7 separate regions of the Mus musculus genome follow, and all the other regions are linked to region 7. Evidence: chromatin contacts called from public HiChIP or PLAC-seq and promoter capture Hi-C data. All regions are on one chromosome and are shown on one strand. The core of a region is the stretch at or near the end of the contact, and the rest is flanking DNA. Distances in the headings are between cores, read along the strand shown. Region 1 holds the start of Nup210 (nucleoporin 210). Region 2 holds the start of Lsm3 (LSM3 homolog, U6 small nuclear RNA and mRNA degradation associated). Region 3 has its middle 26 kb from the start of Gm38860. Region 4 holds the start of Hdac11 (histone deacetylase 11). Region 5 holds the start of Eefsec (eukaryotic elongation factor, selenocysteine-tRNA-specific). Region 6 holds the start of Ruvbl1 (RuvB-like protein 1). Region 7 holds the start of Txnrd3 (thioredoxin reductase 3).

The links. Promoter capture Hi-C pulls out the DNA fragments that hold promoters and counts their contacts. HiChIP or PLAC-seq counts read pairs in DNA pulled down with a chosen protein or histone mark. Capture Hi-C pulls out chosen DNA fragments and counts their contacts.
Region 1: a promoter capture Hi-C map of pre-B cells shows a contact between it and region 7, with 3 times the contacts expected there. The contact joins the promoter of Nup210 here to the promoter of Txnrd3 in region 7. A contact is called at or near these places in 1 of 39 promoter capture datasets (pre-B cells) and 1 of 115 datasets of contacts at active chromatin or transcription factors (pro-B cells).
Region 2: a promoter capture Hi-C map of liver shows a contact between it and region 7, with 4 times the contacts expected there. The contact joins the promoter of Lsm3 here to the promoter of Txnrd3 in region 7. A contact is called at or near these places in 1 of 39 promoter capture datasets (pre-B cells), 4 of 484 Hi-C or Micro-C datasets (B cells, CD4 T cells, CD8 T cells and 1 more), 1 of 115 datasets of contacts at active chromatin or transcription factors (pancreatic cancer cells) and 2 of 9 other capture datasets (adipose tissue and liver).
Region 3: a promoter capture Hi-C map of hippocampal neurons shows a contact between it and region 7, with 6 times the contacts expected there. The contact joins the enhancer-like site here to the promoter of Txnrd3 in region 7. A contact is called at or near these places in 4 of 39 promoter capture datasets (hippocampal neurons, liver and pre-B cells), 1 of 484 Hi-C or Micro-C datasets (embryonic stem cells) and 2 of 115 datasets of contacts at active chromatin or transcription factors (extraembryonic endoderm stem cells and stem cell-derived neural progenitor cells).
Region 4: a contact with region 7 is called in a FOXA1 HiChIP or PLAC-seq map of pancreatic cancer cells. The contact joins the promoter of Hdac11 here to the promoter of Txnrd3 in region 7. A contact is called at or near these places in 1 of 39 promoter capture datasets (cranial neural crest), 1 of 484 Hi-C or Micro-C datasets (embryonic stem cells) and 1 of 115 datasets of contacts at active chromatin or transcription factors (pancreatic cancer cells).
Region 5: a contact with region 7 is called in a promoter capture Hi-C map of pre-B cells, with 2.3 times the contacts expected there. The contact joins the promoter of Eefsec here to the promoter of Txnrd3 in region 7. A contact is called at or near these places in 5 of 39 promoter capture datasets (the SN4741 cell line, hippocampal neurons, liver and 1 more) and 1 of 9 other capture datasets (liver).
Region 6: a promoter capture Hi-C map of liver shows a contact between it and region 7, with 4 times the contacts expected there. The contact joins the promoter of Ruvbl1 here to the promoter of Txnrd3 in region 7. A contact is called at or near these places in 4 of 39 promoter capture datasets (hippocampal neurons, liver and pre-B cells), 1 of 115 datasets of contacts at active chromatin or transcription factors (pancreatic cancer cells) and 2 of 9 other capture datasets (adipose tissue and liver).

What each region holds. Positions count from the first base shown.
Region 1 is chr6:91,115,478-91,118,221 of GRCm38.p6, forward strand. It overlaps Nup210 (nucleoporin 210), which reads right to left and starts at 1,349. Exons shown (of 40, transcript NM_018815.2): 1 at 1,141-1,349. The coding sequence starts at 1,307. Gm30364 (a long non-coding RNA gene) reads left to right here and starts at 1,744. Exons shown (of 4, transcript XR_003956467.1): 1 at 1,744-2,708.
Region 2 is chr6:91,514,393-91,517,388 of GRCm38.p6, forward strand. It overlaps Lsm3 (LSM3 homolog, U6 small nuclear RNA and mRNA degradation associated), which reads left to right and starts at 1,643. Exons shown (of 4, transcript NM_026309.2): 1 at 1,643-1,686; 2 at 2,656-2,766. The coding sequence starts at 1,666. Xpc (xeroderma pigmentosum, complementation group C) reads right to left here and starts at 1,496. Exons shown (of 16, transcript NM_009531.2): 1 at 1,314-1,496. The coding sequence starts at 1,407.
Region 3 is chr6:90,982,769-90,985,744 of GRCm38.p6, forward strand. It overlaps a transcript of Iqsec1 not described here. Among named protein-coding and RNA genes, the nearest start is that of Gm38860, 26 kb to the right of the region's middle. Within about 2 kb of position 1,548, at least 27 of the 459 cell types and tissues checked have an H3K27ac peak or open chromatin away from gene starts, as enhancers often do. A contact at or near this core is called in hippocampal neurons, where this site is marked.
Region 4 is chr6:91,155,325-91,158,253 of GRCm38.p6, forward strand. It overlaps Hdac11 (histone deacetylase 11), which reads left to right and starts at 1,491. Exons shown (of 10, transcript NM_144919.2): 1 at 1,491-1,523; 2 at 2,073-2,221. The coding sequence starts at 1,522.
Region 5 is chr6:88,445,141-88,447,890 of GRCm38.p6, forward strand. It overlaps Eefsec (eukaryotic elongation factor, selenocysteine-tRNA-specific), which reads right to left and starts at 1,399. Exons shown (of 7, transcript NM_023060.3): 1 at 1,066-1,399. The coding sequence starts at 1,339.
Region 6 is chr6:88,463,873-88,466,724 of GRCm38.p6, forward strand. Ruvbl1 (RuvB-like protein 1) reads left to right here and starts at 1,537. Exons shown (of 11, transcript NM_019685.3): 1 at 1,537-1,796. The coding sequence starts at 1,656.
Region 7 is chr6:89,642,342-89,645,304 of GRCm38.p6, forward strand. It overlaps Txnrd3 (thioredoxin reductase 3), which reads left to right and starts at 1,647. Exons shown (of 16, transcript NM_001178058.1): 1 at 1,647-2,061. The coding sequence starts at 1,792.

The DNA.
Region 1 (2,744 bases), core at 99-2,598, 1.5 Mb after region 7:
AAGCATTTACTCCAAACTGCAATGGAAAGACTCTGCCTCTTCATACTCCAGAGGCCAACCTAAAGACACTCCAGACTGACCTCAAAGCGGCACTACTGCCTCAGCCTCCCTAGTGAAGTAATTATAGAGGTACAGTGCCACCCCCTATGAGGCAGACTTTTAAAACAAATTAAATTTGAGAACTACATATAGCAGAATGTGGCTCTGAGCTCTGGGCATCATATAGAACATTAACACACACACACCTAGCTAGTTAAGCCTTAGCCTAGATCAGTGGTTCTCAACCTTCCTAATGCTGTAAGCCTTTACTACAATTCCTCTGTTGTTGAACTGTACTAAAACCATAAAATTATTTTGTTGTTACTTCATAACTGTAATGTTGCTACTGTTGGAATCATAATGTGAATATCTGACAGGAGGCCCCAAACTGGGTTTTAACCCACAGGTTGAGAACCAATGACCTAAACACATTCTTAAGGAGGCTGGCAGCAAAATGTAGCCTGAGAGAAGGAAGGGACTATGTCGCACTAGTGAGGGTGTGGGTCAAGGGTGTGACCTGATCACACCCTACTCAGCCTGCACCCAGCAACGAGAAGTTCTCCCTTCATCTGCCTAGCCAAAGGCTGGACCGCAACACCCTGCTGGAAGCCAGGTCATCAAGGCAGACCCTACTCCACCAGCATCTAATTCCTTTGCCTCCCACTTCTGAGCTGGAAAATGGTCCTTTCATCCAAGATTTAATGACTCTCCCTAAGTGGCTTAACGGGTGTGGTGTGTCTCCCACAGACTCCTTGCCCAGGTCTCTACAGACACTCTTCTCACACCAGTCAGGCGCCAGGGGTGAGTCCCACCTCCCCCGTCTCCCACAGACTCCAGAGCGTGGCTGCTCAAGCTGGAGCTCCTCAGGGCCCTGACAGCTGGGGACCGAGGCCACGTGCGGCGCTGCCCTCCATGGCCCGCGATCACAGCCTCCTCTTCCCGCGCAGCCCAGACGCGAGTGGCCCAGGCGCCATGCGCAGAGAGAGAGCGCGCGCGCCGCGGGGTCACGCGGGGCCGGCTGGAGCGAGCACGCCACGCACCTGCGGCCCAAGCCCCCTCCCGCGCGCACCTGCCGCCTCCCGCCGGGCCCGCGCGCCTCACCAGCGGTAGCAGCCCTCAGAAGCTTCCAGAGTGAAGTTCACGCGCGTGGCCCGCGTGAAGGGCAGCAGCACCTTGGGAATGTTAAGCTTGGCGGCCGCGGCGGGACCCACTACCTGCAGCAACAGCAGCGCCCAGAGCGCCGGCTGCACTAGTGAGGCCCGCGCCATCCTCCCGGCCTCGCTAGCGCCCGGGCGCGCGCTCCCGCGCCCTCCACCGGCGCGCGCTGGGTAGCAGGTGGCCGCGTGGGGCGGGGCGAGCGCAGTGATGGGCGGGACCGGCGGGAAAGCGGAGAGCACGCGCCTGGTGCTGAGCCCCTAGAGCGCGCCGAATCCTGCGAGCTTTTTCAGCCCCGGAGCCCGTAGCGCGTGGCCTAAGGCCTCTGCCGCGCGCCCGTCTCTGGTGGCAGCCTTCCAGCAGGCTCGCTCTTGTTCATTCCGCCTTGTCTGGAGCCTCTGGCGGTGGAGCCAGGACATAGCACTAAGACAGGCGCCCTAGGACAGTGTGGAGCGCTCACTGATTAACACCCCCCCCCCCGCCCCCTTTCCAAAGCCACACTTCCCCAGGGGCCAAGAAGGTCTTGAGATATTCCGGGATCAATCCATCAGCAGGACAACACTGGGAACTTCCTGTTAAACAGCCCCATGGATGCTCCAAGGGAAATATCCGAAAGGTTAGTGAGGGAACAACACGTCCCTGAAAGTAGACGGTGCAACCTGACTTCAGCTGCACTAGGACCTGGATCGACCAGCGGGATCTGGAAGAAAAGTGACAGGCTGATGTCATGCATAAACAAAGACTTGAAGCTGAATTTCAGGCCGGCTGGGGAAGCCTCCTGGAGGAGAAACTCTCTGGAATGGATACTAAGGTCTCGCTGGGTTTCTGAGAGGCCACCATTCCTAGTCTATGTAGTTTTTGTTTGTCAGTTTGACACCAACTAGTGTCTTCTGGGGAGAGCAGCCTTAATTGGGAAAATACCCCCATCAGATTGGCCTGTAGACCTGTTTATGGAGCATTTTCTTAACTGATGATTGATGAGGGAGGGCCCAGATCACTGTGGGCTGTGCCACCTCTGTAAAGGAGGTTCTGAAGTGTTAAGAGAGCAAGCTGAGCAAACCATACGGAACAAGCCAGTAAGTTGTCTTCCTCCGTGGCGCTGGCTTCAGGTCCTGCCCTGGTTGAGTGCCTGGCTTCCCTCAATGATCCAGTGTGGCTGGGATAAGGAAGCCGAATAAACCCTTTCCTTCCTAACTCGCTTTTGCCTTGGGACATTTGGATACAAGGAGGGACATTTGGAGGGCACCCTCAGGCCCTAAGGACCCTGGACCAGGAATGGGGGTGAGAGGAGCTACCCAGAAGAGGACAAGTCTTCCAGGCTGGGTACCACGTGCTACAGGAGGAGGGAAAGTTCCACCATCCTCTTCCAGGAAATAAAAGAAAAGCAACGCTCCTCCAGGGTGTCTGTGCAAACTCTTCCTGCGCGTTCTTGGTGATGCTTCATTGTTTTTAGTTTCCAGCGCTGGAGATCACACACCCGGCTTCACTCCTGAGCCTTTCATGCTTTTAACCAGGTACTAGGATCAGGTGGCTAAAATTAAAGAGGTTCG
Region 2 (2,996 bases), core at 393-2,892, 1.9 Mb after region 7:
GGTTGACAGGGCAGTAACTGGGATTCTGTGGTAGTTGGTTCCCAGGAATGACTACTTTATGATGATCATGGAGTGAGTGTCTTAGACCTGAAGCAGAGAAGAAATTAGCCCCATCAAATATCCATGATGAACATTCTAAGCCAAAGAAACACCAAAGGCCAGCCTCCAGATAAATATACAGCATATCTAAAGAGCAGAAAGCAGGTCACTAAAGAACCAGGCATCTGCAATCCCTGTGATCAGGAGGATTAGACCGGAAGTCAGACTTCTAGACCAGCCAGCTGTTTAAATAAACAGGAAAAAAAAAAATCAAAATAAGAATATCTGAAACGGAAAGATCCAGATTTCTAGGCCAGCCTGCTGTTTAAAATAAACAGGAAAAAATCAAAACAAGAATATTTGGAAAGGAGACAGAATTGTGACAGCCTCTAAATCCTGTAGGAAACCAGCTAAGTGAGGAAGATGCTATACTTGCAGAGCGCAAGTCTGAGGGGGTTTTAGATAAGAAGACAGAGGCATGAGGTTTTGTTGTTCTACATCCGTTTGGCTGCTAGATGATGACCTGAGGCAGACAGATGAGAGGAAGCCAGAAAAGAAGCAACGTGAAGTTCACTTACTCAATTGTGGACAGGATCTCCAGCTATAAAATTAAAGAGAATTAGGTACAGATTTCATTGGTTCCGAAGCTGACTGGACTTGCTGCCGAACTGGCAGTTAAGAAAAGGTGTGATTTATTGAAATGGAACAACTGGAGGATGGATTTGTTTAAGAGGGAAGATGGAAGTTTTGCTTTGTTCAAGATCTAGGTAAGAAGCGCATTCTAGCCAGGGCGCAGTGGCAGACACGGGTTAATCCTAGCTCTAGGGAGGCAGAGACAGGTGGATCTCTTGAGTTTGAGGCCAACCCGGTCTACAAAGTAAGATCCAGAACAGCCAGGGCTACACAGAGAAACCTTGTCCGGAAAAACAAAGCAACAACAACAAAGCACATCCTAAACTCTGGAGTTACACTGGATGGCAGTCGGGAATTTGGAGAGAGATCTCGCACGCACTAGAGTCTCCCTCCGTCTTGGTTTTGGGGTCTCCTTGAGACACCTGGTAACTGCGAAGCTTTCTGCTGCTCAGCCTTCAACACTTGCTTAGAGGCTGAACTTGGCTCTAATGGTTAACAGAGGGGTTTAAGGCTGATAGCAGAGGCCCTCGGGGACGCCGCGCACCCGGCCGTGGAGACCTTGCCACAGGCGCAGATCCGCTCCGCCGCCCGCACCAGCCTCAGCCACCACTGCCTGGCATGTTGCAGACTCGGCCTCTCACCCGCAACGCTCTCCTCGTGCCGGGCTACTTTGTTGTCCTCGGTTTTCTGGCCCCGCTTCCGCCGCCTTCCGTCTGCGGTGCGCTTTGGGGCCATGCTAGCCAGAGGCGTTCCTCGGGACTACCGCGCAGGACGCCGCAGGTCTCCGCGTGCCCGCCCCGCCCGGAGGCGGGCCACGCCTGGCCGCGCCCCCAGCCCAGGGTAGGACCACGCCCTCGAAGGAAGCCCCGCCCCCATGCAAACTACGAGGGCGCGAAGGGACAAAAATAATATAGTTCGCCTTCAGTGCGTGGCGGCCTAAGGTTTCTGAGTTCCTGTTCCCGCGAGAGGTGGAAAGGGCGCAGCGTTTGAAACATGGCGGACGACGTAGATCAGGTAAGTTTGACCTGAGGCGTTCGAAGAGGAAATGCTTTCGCTTCTCGCTTTTTCCACGCTTCCCGTGGGATGGCCCTTTTCTTTTTTTCCGAGTCACCACGGCCTTCCGTAGCCGGGCCTGCTCCTGAAACCTCCGTAGGCCCAGAGTTTCTCAACCCGCCCGTCTACCCATCGCGCTCGTCGTCGCCCTTTCTCTGTAGAATGAATGCAGGCGGCTGGAGATGCCCATCTCTGGGAGCTAGCTGTCGGGATTCCGACAGAAAGCGGGAGGTCGTAGCAGGACACCAGTTTAGCAATCCGAGTGAACACGGGGGGCACAGGCAGTGGTTCCCTTGGAGTGAATTACGAGGGGAGGTCAGAGGAAAGGTGCAGTTCTAGGAGATGGAGAAACTGCTAGAGATGGAGTATGAAGAAAACAAGCAAAGATCTGGTACACAGGCCAACAGAAGGGCCTACGGGCCTCTGCACCTACCCTTCCCTATTTCTTAGGTAGCTGGTGTACCTTGGCCACCAAAATGTCTTTCACACCCTCACATGCACACACAGCCCCTGCACACACACACACACACACACACACACACACACACACACACGTACGTACGTGCTACCCTACTGTGTTTCTCTCCAGAGCATGTTGTTTTAAATATGTATAGCCCCTGCACACACACACACACACACACACACACACACGTATGTACGTACGTACGTGCTACCCTACTGTGTTTCTCTCCAGAGCATGTTGTTTTAAATATGTATTTATTTAAAGTGTTTCTTCCACAACTAGAGTGTAAGTTCCTTAATGGGGATTTATTGGGGCTGGAGAGGTGGCTTGGCAGATAAGAGCGCTTGCTGATCTTGGAGACAACCCTGGTTGTGTACTAGCACCCACATGCTGCTCTCTCAGCTGACCAGTGATTGAAACACCACCCGGCCTCTGTATCCTATGAGTAAGCCTTTGCCTTTCCTCAGCAACAGACCACCAATACCGTAGAGGAGCCCCTGGATCTGATCAGGCTCAGCCTGGATGAGCGAATTTATGTGAAAATGAGAAATGACCGAGAGCTTCGAGGCAGACTACACGTAAGTCTGTTAAAACATCTCAGAGCCAGAGGCTGCATCCTACCTCCTTACAAATTAGAACTGCAGTGTAAACTTACTTTTTTGAATTTCTTTTGGGAATTGGAAAATCCTTCTATTCACTTTTAAAATATGTTTTCCTTAACCAGAATGGTTTTTTAGAGAGGGGTGGGACTCCGGTGAGACAGAACAAGGCATCTGATCCCCTGGAGCTAGAGTTACAGACTGTTGTG
Region 3 (2,976 bases), core at 298-2,797, 1.3 Mb after region 7:
GAGGACTAACTGCCCACTCATGAGAAAGCCTTAAAGGTCCTCCAGAAGAAGCCTAGGGAAGTTAGGGTGACAGGGGCATTGCAACATCAAAGCTGCTATGCTTTATTGATGGAAACAGAGCCCTTTCCATGCACAATACTTACTGACCAGTGAATTCTGCATAACTCTGAGTTATCAGCTCCATAGACTTGGTACACAAGAATTCCAACCATATCACTTGGCCACACTTAGCCTATAGTTGGGGAGATCTGGTCTGCAGACTAGCATGTGTCTATGCTGGGTGAACGTCTGCAAGCAGGAGATCCACTGAACTCAGATGGTCTCATAACTACATCAGTAGCTCGTACTCCCTTTCAGATAGGTCAGTTTCACCTTCTTTGATTCCAGTTTTTGACAAATTCCCAGTTTGTCTATGTTTGTTTCTCTGCTGGCTCAGTGGTAATTATTCCTGTTGACACCCAGACAAGCACAGAACTGTGTACTTCCCAAGTTAAGCCAAGTGTTGCTCTTCTATAAAAAAATAAAGTAGCACAAACAATCCAATCAGCTGTCAAAGCAATGTTATAGACAAAATAACTGACAGATAGTCATCCTGATGACACAACATATGGATGTTCCCAAATGCCTGCCTCCTGTGGCCAAGCGCTCACCACACCTCCCTCCCCATAGCGAAGCCCTGAGGTCTGAGGTTTCTGCAGGCACAGTGGCCTGTATCTGGTGTGAACACTCACGTCAAAAGCACCAGCAGCTCTCAACTGCAATTCACACACTGCACCACTCACTATTTCTCTCAGCGCCAGCTAGATAAAGAAGCATTCCCTGATTTACTTTCTGGGTTGTAAAATAATAATTTGCTTAGCTTGTCAGACGGCTGGGAGAGAGCTTCAGAAAAACACTCCCTCATCTTTCTGTGGACTCTACCATCTGCTGGAAAAATAAGAATGGCTCACCCTGATCCCTTACAGTTTAATACATTTTGTCCAACTAGGACAAGTGTCCCAAAGTGTGGTGCAGCTTGTTCCTGACAAAGGGACATCTTCTCAGCACTGGATCCAGCCTTTATCTCAGCTGGGAGAAGGAGAATATTATTTAGTGGAAATATAACCACAGGGTCTCCTGCCACCAGTTTCTCAGCCACAGTTACAGGTGAGGAGAAAAAAGGCCTTCCTATCCTCTTCCAGACCCCTAGTCTTTGCTCCTAGGGAGAAAGGAATCTGCGCATAAGAGCACTCTGCTTCCTAGCCCCTACACCCCAGTTTTGGTACTTTCTAACCACTTTGAAGAACACAACTCAAAGGCTCCTTGCCAGGACCATCATAGTGCTTTCTGTGTTATCTGCCTGCTGCCAATTAGGACAGTCCAGTTTCCTCTTGCCACCCCCTCTTCTACGGCCACCCTTGAGCATGCCCCTGAAATGAAGCACCACCATCATGGTTAATGTCACCACAAACCCAGAAAAGCACTTTGTTTGGTAAGTCAACAGACACTGAATGCCACTGAAAACCTCCCCCAGAGTGAGTCACCAACTCAGAGCTTCAGAAAAAACGTCCTCTCAGAGTGATGTGTGATGTGACAGCCCTTGAGGGCTGGAGCAGATGAGAAGGCGGAAGAGGCTGTTCCACTGGGCCTCTCCCCAGCCACTTGAGGCTGATGTTTACTTCTGCCAAGAAACTTCAGGAGATCAAAGGCTAAAAGGGGGTCACCTTCTTCTACCTTTTCCCCTTTACACAATCACCACCAAAAGCACTGCATTGGTGACAAGATTCAATGGGGCAGAAGGGATCCAAACATGCTGTGCACCTTCAAGCACTGGCCAGGAGCCAAAAAGAATCCTGAGAAGTGGTCTGATCATTCCACAGTGTGAAAGTCAGGCAGGAGGTGAGCAAGATCAGGAGCCAAACAGCGTGAGATCCAACACTGGCTGACGACCAGACAGAGCTTAAACAAGGCATGTGATCCCTCTAAGCCTAGGTTTCACATCTGTATAATGGGAGCCTGTCTTTGCCTGATAGGAGTGATGACACATAAGGTATGAGCACACAGCAAACCCTTAGGGGATATTGCCATGTTCTCTTAAACTTGGTTCAATACATTCATTCGCACCTGCGGTTTGATGATTCCAATACTTCTTGTCTTCCCTGGCTTACCCATTCAGGCTATATACTCTGAGCACCCACTAGGTACCCAAGCTCTAGTGAGGGAAATGTGGTTCTAGAAATGGATCATTAGAATGTAGCTGACTGCACACTGCATAAATGAGTGCTGATGTCAGGGGAAAATCAACGTCAATAACAACAGAAGCAAATAACTCCCAGATAGCAAAGGCACCATGAATGAATGGATTTCTTCCCTGTTTTAATCTTCTCCCCCAGTGCTGGGAATAAATAATGACTCTTGGTACTAGAGGTCAAGACATTCAAGAAAGCCCTCTGAGGAAGAGCTTAAAGTTTCTGGGATTGAAAGCTTCTAGCATGTCTAGGCATCTGTGCCTAGTGAGGTAATTATCAAGCTCACTCTTGTCTCAGGGAAAGCAATGGACCCCTGAAGCTCATCTATATAGTGAGAAGGGAGCTCCTAACTCAGGCTGCAGTGGCTACCAGCTACTTAGTAAAAGGTCAGTCAGGTCTTGCTCAACCAGCATGCTTGTCAGACCGGCTCTTCTCAGGGCCACTATATGCAAATAGGGAGGCCTGAGAATGTTGTTATCCTCTGCCCAAAGGTAGAAAGTAGAGGCCAATCCCCTAGCTCCATTTCCCCCCAAACTGTGGCCCTATTCTGCTCTGTCACCTCTGGAAACTCAGCTTAATAACAGCTGTTAGCTCCAGCAACCCTTTGCCACAGCTCCATATCCCCCACTGCACATCTCTTGCACCTAGCCTTTAAGTTTCCACCTCCTGCTTTGGCTCAGCTGATCTAAAGAATTGAGAAACTGACAGACATGGGAAGAATCTAGCCTGCATGAATTACCTACCAGGT
Region 4 (2,929 bases), core at 241-2,740, 1.5 Mb after region 7:
TTGCCTTCCAGGGTGTTTAGAGTTCATTGTGAATGAGGCTCTGGGGACTGGCTTAGCTCTGTCTTAATGACAGGCACTCAGTAAGAGCTGATGTTATCTTTGGAGTCTCTCAGCTTCCCCAGAAGGTACACAGTCAACATCATCTCCTAGCGCTGAAAGCCCAGCAAACAGATTCAACCTTCCAAGACCAGGGTGCTGGCAGATAGCCCAGGCTGGGCTGAATATAGGCTCAAACTTCATTATACCAAAGGAATCAGGAAGACTCCCCTCCCGGTTTGTAATAAGCAAATGCTATTTCTTCTAACTGCCCAAGTCTATAGCAACTTTAAATCATAATGCCACTGTCTTATCTACGATGGTTCAAAGTCTGTAACTCCTAACACATAGGCTAGGCCACATGATATGGGAACGCTCCCAAACCACTAAGAACAAGAAATTGCCTTTTGTCCTCTGAACTGAAGGCAGTGTCTCCTCTGGGTCAGCCCCACTACCCATGGCTGGGGCAGTAACTCCTGACTGAGCTCACACTCCTAGGGGCAGTTTTTCTCAGCATCTTTCAGAATTTATGTCCTGTTTTCTGAAAATTACCTAGCAGTAGGCACATCAGAGGCATTCTTCCAAACTGTCAGACAACGATCAGACTTGGCTGGCAGATACATATTGTTGGTGTTCATGCCAGAGAGTTCGAGTTCAATCCTTAGAACCTACACAAAGGTGGAGGGAAAAACTTGTCTGACCAGAGCTGACTTTTGATCTTCACTGTGACATGCTACCTCATGCCCTAACAAAACAAAACAACAACAACAAAAAAAAAAAAAACGTTGCCCATTCCCTTCACATGACCCTGTGGCCCCTGGGCTCCCAGCTGCCATATTAGTTCCTGGCTGCTTCTCTGGTCAGCTGCTTCTGTTTGGTTGATGAAGACAGCTGGGTCAACAGGGGCCTATTGTCTCTTCTTCTGGCCTCCATTGTTGGGGCCCCAGCTGTCGGTCAGCTTCCAGGGTCAGGGTGTAGGGGGAATGGAGACAGGAGATACGTTCAGATATTCACGACTGGACCCTAAAAATAGGATCACCAGACCTGTTCTACAATAGGGAAACAGGTTCAAGGCATTTTATAAGTGGGGGACTGTTTATACCATGGTGAAATAGCCACAGATGGTACAGGAATGCAGGGATGCACCGCAGGAAAGAACATATAGCTGGGCTGGTATGCCCAGAACAGACCACCACATAGTGCAGAGAAGCCCGTGGTCACATCACCTAACCAAGTGTCTGATTATTTCTACCCTGGGAATGCGGGCGGAGCTGCGCATGACCACGCCCTCCAGGCGGCACTCCATTGGGTGCTTCTCCTTGGCCGGCGCCGGTCCGGTCGTCTGTGACGCAGCTGCAGGCCAGAGCTCCACCTCCAGCTCCCAGCGCCATGGAGGCGTGTGTTCTGCGTAGGCCCTGCCTCTTGCACCCCTCCCACCCCTCCCGGTGCGGAGTGGCGTCCAGAGCAGGCAGGGCCGGCTGCGGGATGTGAGTGTGCGGGGTCGCGCGTGGGGCCAAGCATGGGTTCTGGGGATTCCCATGGGCACGGCGGGACAGCTGGGGGCGGGCTGGGTGACCGTGCGGACGAACGGTGGTTCTCCCCTTTGCAGGGCACCGCGGTGGGCTGCAGGGCTGCGAGGAGGGCACAGCCTCCTGCAGTCGCGGTCTACTCACCTCCCCTCCCCCCGCCCCAGCGCATTTTGTTCCCAGCTTCACAGATGTGTGAGCTAACTCGTGAGACAGCCACATTCCAGCCCCTACACCATACACCCCGCCTTCCCCCGTGCAGGCCTTGGGCCTTGGCACCAGTACTCCTGAATACACCTGGCACTGGCATGTGACCTTGGGCACACCTGGTCCCCAGAGCCGCTGTTAGGACTGTGTTGGAAGCTGATTTAATCAAAGCCAGCCAGGGTTCAGGAAGGAGCTGTTTTCATTCCTGTTGGTTGTTAAGTGACCTGGTGTGAGTGGGGAGGGGAACACTGCTTTCCACAAGGAGGCTGTTGTCCATATGTGTGTCTCTTTTGCACGTTGAAGGCCTCACGCAACACAGCTGTACCAGCATGTACCAGAGAAACGCTGGCCCATCGTGTACTCACCACGTTACAACATCACCTTCATGGGCCTGGAGAAGCTGCACCCCTTTGATGCTGGGAAATGGGGCAAGGTGATCAACTTCCTGAAAGGTAAGAGCCGCCCCCCCCCCCAGACTAGCACGTGTCTCCTCCATTTCCCTATCCATACTACCTCCTCAGACCTGCATCGACCTTCTCCATTTTTTCCTTCTCCCTATCCTCATCACCCCCTCAGACCTACATCTGCCTCCTCCATCCCTGTGTTCATTCCATCCTTACCTGATTTCAGCCCCCAGACTGCCTACTGCCTTCTGCCTTGCTGTTAAAGGGTCTTTCCAGGCAGGCTACTAAGCAAGATGGGACCTGTCTTGTATTCCCTCCAGTTAGATCCCTATCTCCCTTCCTAAAAATCTAGAGCAAGCTCCCAGGTCTGCATCGTGCAAAAAATAGGATCAAATTAGACATTAATAACATAGCTGTTTCTGTTGGGTTTGTTTTCATTCCTCGGGGGACCTCCTATCTACGGCAGGTGGTACAGCTTCCCCCTCCGCTGTAGGGACCTGCCTGAACATCCAAAGGAAGTCATGGACTAGAAAGCACACAGGTGATGTGTGGTGTTGGTATAAGGCTGGGATGCTAGCCTTGCACGTCTGTTGACTGCACAAATGGTTTCCTGCTGGTGCCCTCTGCCCCCATCTGGGCTCCTGCCTCTTTCAGTGGCACAACAGAAGGGTTCTTCATCCCCCTCAGCTGGGAGTGAGCGCCAGCCCCTCTTACTCCTGCGCCTCTGAGGATGAGGAAGGACGGGAGGCAGGACCA
Region 5 (2,750 bases), core at 149-2,648, 1.2 Mb before region 7:
GCTTCCAGGCTTACAGCACACTGCTGGAAAGAAACCCAGGGCAAGCGGAGAAGCAGGAAATGGGTCACTGGAGCTACAGCAGGTAGACTCAGCCACACCTCCTTTTGTGCTGGGTGCTTACAAACAGGTTATGGGGTTCTGTTCTTAGATTTAAGTGTAGTTAAATGGGTTTGCAAAAGGAATTTAAAAAGACATAGCAACAGTTTCCTGTAGACGAATGGGAGGGGTCACGCTGAGCAAGGAAGGGAGGTTACAAGACCTTTTATTTATAATGGCCTATTCCTAAGTGGCCTGTAATTAAAGACTAATTAAGTGGTACAGATCCTAGAAGCAGATTTTAGCAGTGCCCATCATGACTGAAAACACGCAGGCCCTTTGCCTTAGCTAGTTCACACATAACTTATCCTGTTACACTAGTGCACATCCCAAAACCTTCTGGGCTAGAGTTATTCACTGCATTATGAATAGCAGCCAACTCTGGGAAAGTCACGAGGGTCAGTCAAGAAAATGTTGGTATAAAAGTACAAAGGAACTTTATGTGTAGATATAGTCTCCAGACAGTGATGGTTTGTGTATAAAGGGGACTGGGGGATGAGATCCTGAGAGAGCCTAGAGCACTTGCCTCTTATCAAGGCACTAGGCTCTACCCACTACCCCAACCGACCACAAGTAGTACAACAGAAGGAAAAAAACAGGATCTTTCATTTCTGCACCTTGTCTGCGTTTCTGTGTATGTTTCCTGAAACCATCCATACACACAGGAAACTGAGAGCAGTGTTTGGGACAGAGAACCAGGAGACCAAAGGACAGGTACGTGGTGACTTTTTTTTTTTTTTTTTTTGAAACTTGTATACACCCTTTTTGCAGGGTTTGTTTCTTTGGATCATTTTTCTAGGAAAGCATCTCGGTGCACGGCAGTGAAGGTGAGAACTGTGTCCGCGTCTGCGGGCTGTGAGTTCGAGACCACAAGCCTTCCGGGCTGGTGGCCAGGCCTAGGCTGTCAGGCCGCCATCCATCCCGCGAGCTCGGACCCCGAGCCCGGCTCCCGCCCCGGCCCGCGCTCACCGCCAATGATGGTCCGGATGAGGGAGGCGTGCCCGGGGCAGTCGACCAGTGTGACCTGCAGCAGCGTGTCGCTAGAACCGGGTTCTGCCCCCGGCAGCGGCACGACAAAACAGGAGAAGCCCAGGTCGAGCGTTATGCCGCGCTCGCGGCTCTGCGGCTGCTTGTCGAAGGCAGCAGTGGAGGCCGTGGTGCTCAGCGCGCGCGCCAGCGCTGTTTTGCCACTGTCGATGTGACCCAGCACGCCCACATTCACATTTACCCGCCGGCCGGCCATCCCGCCGCTGCCTCTCACGCCGTCGCCTGAGCGCCAGCCCCGCGGTCCGCCTGCTAAGCCGCACCCCCCCGCAACCCGCGCTGAGCGCACCGGTTCCGGCACGGAAGCTTCCGCCCTCGGGCGCCCACAGCCCTATGGCAGAGCGCACACAGGGCGGGACAAGAGCCGGCCTGCTACCTGGGTTTGCTGTCATCCGGCTCCCCACGCCACAAAGTCTCGCCAGTCTGAGATTAGGGATTCCTCCTTCCATCCATTCATCCATCCATGCATCCATCCATCCATCTCACCATCTATCCATCCATTCTTCCTTCCCTCCCTCCTTTCATCATTCCACTCACCCAGTCCATCCACACATCCCTTCCTCTATCCCTCCATACACACTCATCCATCCGTCCATTCATTTCTGTCAGCCTTTATTTTTTTGTTTGTTTGTTTGTTTGTTTTTTGTTTTTTTCAAGACAGGGTTTCTCTGTATAGTCTTGGCTGTCCTGGAACTCACTTTGTAGACCAGGCTGGCCTTGAACTCAGAAATCCGCCTGTCTCTGCCTCCCAAGTGCGCCACCACCGCCCGGCTGTCAGCCTTTATTAAGTGCAGACTGTATACACTTTACTGGGATGTGGTGATCGACATTATTTGCTGTGAAAACAGGAGTAAGTAAAACCCAAGACCAGTTGCCAAGCCAGACTATCTGGAAAGGACAGAGATGGGAAGGCGGGGAGCCTAGTGAGGAAGATACCCTCAAGGACTGTCACTAGACGTCCAGTGCAGACTGAGAATTGACCATCAGAAACCTGGAAGCACTGTGAAAAGAGGAAGAGGTCCTCGTTGATTCAGGGGAGGGGAGGTGGGGGTGGGGACGGGACAAAAACCTCACTTTGAAGTCTAGGCTGCCATGAGGAGCTGCAACTTAACTGTTGTGTATGAACTTGAATGTGTCGTGAGTGCTATACCAACCAGCCTCTGTAACCCCCTTCAGGCATTGAAAGGTGCCTAGAACCATGAAAGAGGTCACAAGCCTAAGTGGTTGCTCTGGCAAAGGATAAAAGCCTAGGAAAAGAAGGGACTTGGGGCCTCACAGGGGAGGAATGGCACTGGAGAGCTGAATGGCACTGCTCTCATGTAAAGGGGGTGGGGCTTGCTGGCCCAACATTCCCAGCCTTCCTTTTTCTAGGGCAGGAGGGGTTGCGGTTTGCAAGTGAATTGGTTTACACGGGCTTGTGTGCTAAATGCTTGGGCCCCAGCTGGTGGTCTGTCTTATGAGATGAAGCTTAGCAGAAGGCAGTAGTCGCTTCCTGTCCACCATGAAATGAGTAGTTCAGTCAGGCTGCTCCGTTCTGCTGTCACCAGGACAATATACTGCTGTGCTGCCACAGGCTAGGGGGATCAAGCCCAAGAGACCATGCACTGAAA
Region 6 (2,852 bases), core at 287-2,786, 1.2 Mb before region 7:
TTGGCACTCCTTGGAACTTGTCTAGCAATCCCTGCCTCTGGCTTCTCTGCTGCCAGTCACATGCCATTTCTGCTTCCAGTCTAGAAACTCTCTATTTTTACTCTGTCTTTATTTTACTCTAGAACTCTCTAGCTGCCTTTCATCACAGTCTTCACTGCTACAGTCTCTAGGCTTGTCTTCTTCATATTACCGGCTCAGCCCACAATACTATTAATATAGGTGGAAAGACTGAGAAATCAAACAATGGGCCTAAAGTTGCACCACAGCTACACATTGCACAGCACAGGAAGGTGTCTCCTGGCTGACTTAAAAGTGAGGAAAGTGAGGGACACAGGAGGCAGAGGCAGGTGGATTTCTGAGTTTGAGGCCAGTCTGGTCTACAGAGTGAGTTCCAGGACACCCAGGGCTATACAGAGAAACACTGTCTCGAGAAAAAAAAAGTGAGGGACACCTGCTTAGAGAGCCAGAATGTTGAGAGAGTAAGCAAGAGTGTTTGCCGTCCTTAGTATAGCCCTTCTTGAAAATGAAGCATTAAATTTGGACTATGGCAAGGTGGATTGTGAAAACAAACTACCATATTTGCACCAATATCAGAGCCGTTGATTATTCAAATGAAGGACCATAGTTTCACCATTCACAGGCAGCTTTTGTTCACCTACCTGGAGACTTGCACCCACTCCAGACTGATGAAAATATCTGGTCAGAGTATGGTGGTAGCACCTTTAATGCCAGCAACTCAGGAGGCAGAGACAGGTGGGGGCCCTGGAGTTTTAGGCCAGGCAAGGCTACACAAACACATCTTCTCTTTTCCTTCCTTCCTTTTTTTCCTTTAAGGGTTTTTTTTTTTTTTTGTTTGTTTGTTTGTTTGTTTTTTTTTTTTTTTTTCCGAGACAGGGTTTCTCTGTATAGCCCTGGCTGTCCTGGAACTCACTCTGTAGACCAGGCTGGCCTCGAACTCAGAAATCTGCCTGCCTCTGCCTCCCGAGTGCTGGGATTAAAGGCGTGCGCCACCACCGCCGAGTTTCTTTAAGGTTCTTATTGGGCATATGATGACCAGAATTATGGCATGAAGTGTTTGAAAAGTTTTGGCTGGAATAGTGCCTTCAGGATCTAGTGTATTCTGGAAAAAAAAAAATGGGAGCAGTGGGGCATTCTCTGGGTGTCTAAATAATTCGGTGAGCACTGGAGAAGTTTGGGCAGCTGCTTTGCTGATGATTCTCTCAGGACATCCAAGCACCTGGAAAAGATTTAACATCTGTCAGTGAAGAAGTTAACTCACCCTGGCACAAATATGTTATTCTAAAGAAAAAAAATAGGCATTAAAAGAGGCATTTATAATTAAAAACCTGTCATTCACATTAATAGTGCTTAAGTACTTAAGCAGTTCTCAGTCAAATGTGGCCAGGGCAGGAAATGTTTGCCCTGGGGGAACTTATCCTGTGACACAGACGGAAGTTACTGGGCGAAACTCAGCAGCCGTGACCAGCGTAGCTTTTAGCCAATAGAAAGCGAAGCCTTCTCGCCTCCCCCAATGACATATTGATAGGGGCGGGTCCAGGAGAGCGGCCTAGTAACGGCCGCGTGGTAACCCAGGCGCCTGGCGTGCGGTAGTTCCTACCACTCCACGCAGGTTGTGTTCCTAGACACTCGGCAAAATGAAGATTGAGGAGGTGAAGAGCACCACGAAGACGCAGCGCATCGCCTCCCACAGCCACGTGAAGGGTCTGGGGCTGGACGAGAGCGGCCTAGCCAAGCAGGCGGCTTCGGGTCTCGTGGGCCAGGAGAACGCGAGAGAGGTGGGCGTGGGGCTTGTGCGCGAGGTGTGGGCGGCGGGACCAGGATCCACTAAGATCTAAGAAGTAAGGATCACACTAGCGAGCAAAGGCTGCATCCTTTGCGGGTCACGGCACGCAAATTAGACCTCACCGGAAACGCAGTGGAAGGCTGTGCGGTTAAGTATAGAATTGACTACGTTTTCAGAGTTGATATGGGTTCTTTGGGCCTGGGAGCTGATCTGTTAAGTGGAGCGGTGAGGACTGTCTGATCTATTCCCCATCCAAGCACTCCAGCTTTTCCAGGTCAGTCTTCCTAAAGTCATGCCAGGTCTTTCTATCGGTTCTGTTTTGCACATGAAGAAGTTAAAGGTGGGTTAGGCCGCTTAACCACCTGCCAGTTTAGCAGTAATGAGGCTGGTATCTCCCTCCCCCTAACCCCCATCAAATCAGTATTCTTCCCATTTCTTCAGCCTCCTCCACTCTGAACTCTGCAGAGGTTCAGTGTCTACAAAAACTTGCTTTTTTACATGTGGTGAAGACTGCTTTCTCAGCCTCTTGCACACAGAAAGTGCCAGCAGCAAAGAGCATCATCTATCCAAAAAGGGAAATGTTTGACCCTAGCATGCTTGCATCTTTTCTTGCAAGCAGGTAGTAGCAGTTTAATGCTTTCTATTGGCCAGGCAGCTTTGAGTCTATTGTTTCTTATTTCATTTCTGTCCATGTGACATTTCTGTGTATGTGACTTCAGAGGCTGCTCTAGACCTGCATCTGCACCCACACCAGCAGCCTCTGGTACTCCATATCTTATCCTTCCTATTCTTTGAATGTTAGCCGGTATTTATTTTTGTTTGTTTTCACGACAGTCTCACTATGTAGCTCTGGCTGTCCTGGGACTCTGTAGACCAGACTGGCCTTGAGTTCACAGGGATCCGACTGCCTCTGCCTCCTGAGTGCTAAGATTAAAGGTGTGGGCCATTACACCTGGCTTCCTTAGCTGATATTTCTTTGTTTCTTTTCCTGTTTGACAAAATGTGCGCAAATGCAGTGCAGTCATGTGACTGCCATGGTGCTCTGGTA
Region 7 (2,963 bases), core at 397-2,896:
TAGCTCTAAACACTCTTTGTATTTATGCAAAGCAACACTCTCGGTATTGACAATTATAAAATTAAAATATTGATCAATTATGAAAAACAGTGACAATGTTCTACCTTCTATGGTATTGAATTTTCAGCCAAGATTTGTTTTATGTAAAAACAAACAACCCTATCCATCCATCTCATTAGAATGTAAATTTGCTCTCATCTTTAATAAAGGGTGAAATTATAAAGGTACCTAAGATTTTCCTAAAAATTAAATTCATTATGATTTATTACCAGTAAATGTTTGTGAATCTGTTGAATGTACTTTTGAGATCATGTGAAATCATTCAGGTTAAAAAGGGTTGCAAGTGAAAAAGATTTGAGTTTTAGTAGGGTCTTCTAGGGTTCAAGGGTTGGTGATAACAAGTCTGGCTCAAATGTTTGAAGCAGCCCTGGTTGAGCCTGCCCTTCAGACAGGCACCAGATACACTGGCCATGCAGTTTTCCTCAAGGCCTCTGTGGAGTGGGCGTTCCAGACCACAGGTGCTAAGGATAGTCCAGCTAACTGACTAACAGTGGCCACTAATTAGAGTCCGTGCCTCTGCTCATTTACAGGAAGCTGAACTTCAGAAGGGCTGCTTACAGCAATAACTTTAAAACGTGAGCCCAGGGAGAGGGCTCAGTTGATAAAATGTTTGCATACCGCCTGTTCTTATTTGACCTTCTTTCCAAATGGTTCCTGTGTTGGGGATGGCTTGAGAATCCATTGTGCCCTAGTTATTTCCTGTTGCTGTGATAACAACACTAACCAAAAACAACTTAGAGGAAGAAAGGGTTTATTTGGGAAAAGTCCCAAGTCACACTCCATTATTGGGGGAAGTCAGAAAACCCAAGAAGGAGCAGAAGCTGACTGCTGCTCGTGGGCTTGCTCTCGATAGCTCACTCAGCATGCTCTCTTACCACCTAGGACCACCTGCCCAAGGGTGGCACCCCCTCCCCAGTGGGCCTGATGCCACCACATTTATCATTAATCAGAAAATATTCCACAGGCTTGCCTACAGGCCAATCTGAAGGAAGCATTTCCTCAGTTGAGTCTCTTTCCAGGTGACTCTAGTATGCTCCAAGTTGACAAAAACTAAGCAGTACACTGTCACAGTGAATTGCTGAGGGTGTGTGTGGGTTGAGGGGTTGGGGAGGTAGTAACCTAGGAACCTCATATTGAAACTGAATTGCAATAGTAATTTTTATTCAGCTTCAGTAGTGCAAATTAAAAAAGAATCAGTATTTCCTAGACAAGGTTTTTGTCACATTTTCTGAAATAAAGTGGAGACATCTACCCTTCCTGAAAAGCACCTATTTTGAGATTGGTGGAGAATCAGGAGCGGAAGGAACTGTAGAGAGGCCTCTGGGTGTCAAAAACTGTGGTAAAACGATAATGAAAACAGTAATTACAAGAAGAGCAGAGCATACAAGCTTGATTCCGCACCTTTGAAAATGGCAAGTGACTGCCACTGTGCCACTGGGTGGTAGACAGAGTAGTTTGCAGGCTCACCAGGCTGAGCTAAGGGGGCGTAGCTTAGCCCTGTGGAGGCCTGGAGGTGGGGCAAAGTTTTCCCGGGGGCGTGGCCGGTCGGTAGGCGGGCCCTCTCCGTGGGTCGCGCGGTCGGGGGCGTGGCCCCGTAGCTGTCCGGTGCGCCCGCGGCCAGTGCGTAGCGTTCTCAAGTTCTCAGCGGCTTTGCCGGCGTCGTCCCCTAGGCGGCCGCCCGCGTCCCGGTTCCTCAGCAGGCCCGGCTCGGCCCGGAGCGACAACAAAGCCCTGGAGAAGCCACCGTCCCCGCCGCCGCCTCCTCGGGCGCAGACCTCGCCCGGGCTGGGGAAGGTTGGAGTCCTCCCCAACCGCCGCCTGGGTGCTGTCCGTGGCGGCCTCATGTCGTCGCCACCCGGCCGCCGCGCCCGCCTGGCCTCCCCTGGGACCAGCCGCCCGTCTTCTGAGGCCCGCGAGGAGCTGCGGCGCCGCCTGCGGGACCTCATCGAGGGCAACAGGGTGATGATCTTCAGCAAGAGTTACTGTCCACACAGCACGCGGGTAGGCGGGGCCGGCCGTAGCAGAGCTCTGGGGCGTGGCCTGATGGGCAGGGTCTAAGCAATCCCGGTGGGAGGAGGGAAGTGAAGGTGAAGCCAGGACAGGGTGGGCCGGGCGGGGAGGAGCGTCGATAAAGAGGCTGGGTAAGTTTGTGAGCCGGATCTGGGGACTGATCAGAGGTCTGAGCAGTGAGCCGGGCGAACCCCGGGCTCAGTAGTTAGCGCCTGGTGGGCGGGGTCTGAGCAAGGTTGGTGGGTGGGGCGAAGCGGAGGTCTGTGGAGGGTGCTTGATGGGCGTAACCGGAATAGGGTCTGGGCGGGGCTCATTGGGCGGATTGGAACCGTGGAAGGGGGTCCTGGTGGGAGGGGCTAATAGGGAGGGTCTGAGTGGAACTCTGTGGGTGGGACCTAGTGTATGGGGGGTGGGGGGTAAGGGAGGGTTTGGGTGGAACTTAGTGGGCGGGCGGTCCTGCGCTGACATATGGGAGGTGGGCGGGGCCTGAAGGTGGACGGAGTAGGGCTTTTGTAGCACTTTCCCAGGTTTCATTGCCTACCTTCTCTGACTCACTACGGGGTCCCGGGAGGTTGCCATCTAGGGAAACATTTGCTTTCCAGCCTGATAATGGGCTTTAGTTAAAAAAAAAAAAAAAAGAACAACCAAAAAATATTTAAAATTGTTGTCTTATTAAAATAGGATTGCGTGGCTAGCTGAAGCTGGATCTAGATCCCATTTGTTAACTAGCATGTTTGGCTCCTTGACCAGGTTTCAGAACTAGCAGGGAGCTTGTAAGATGAAGGTAGAGGAGGTTTTAAGAACCATGGAAGTCGTGGCTAGTTTAAGCTCTGTTGCACACTCTGTAATTTGGGGCTGGGTGGGCATTCGACATTGTTTTCATATTATGAGAT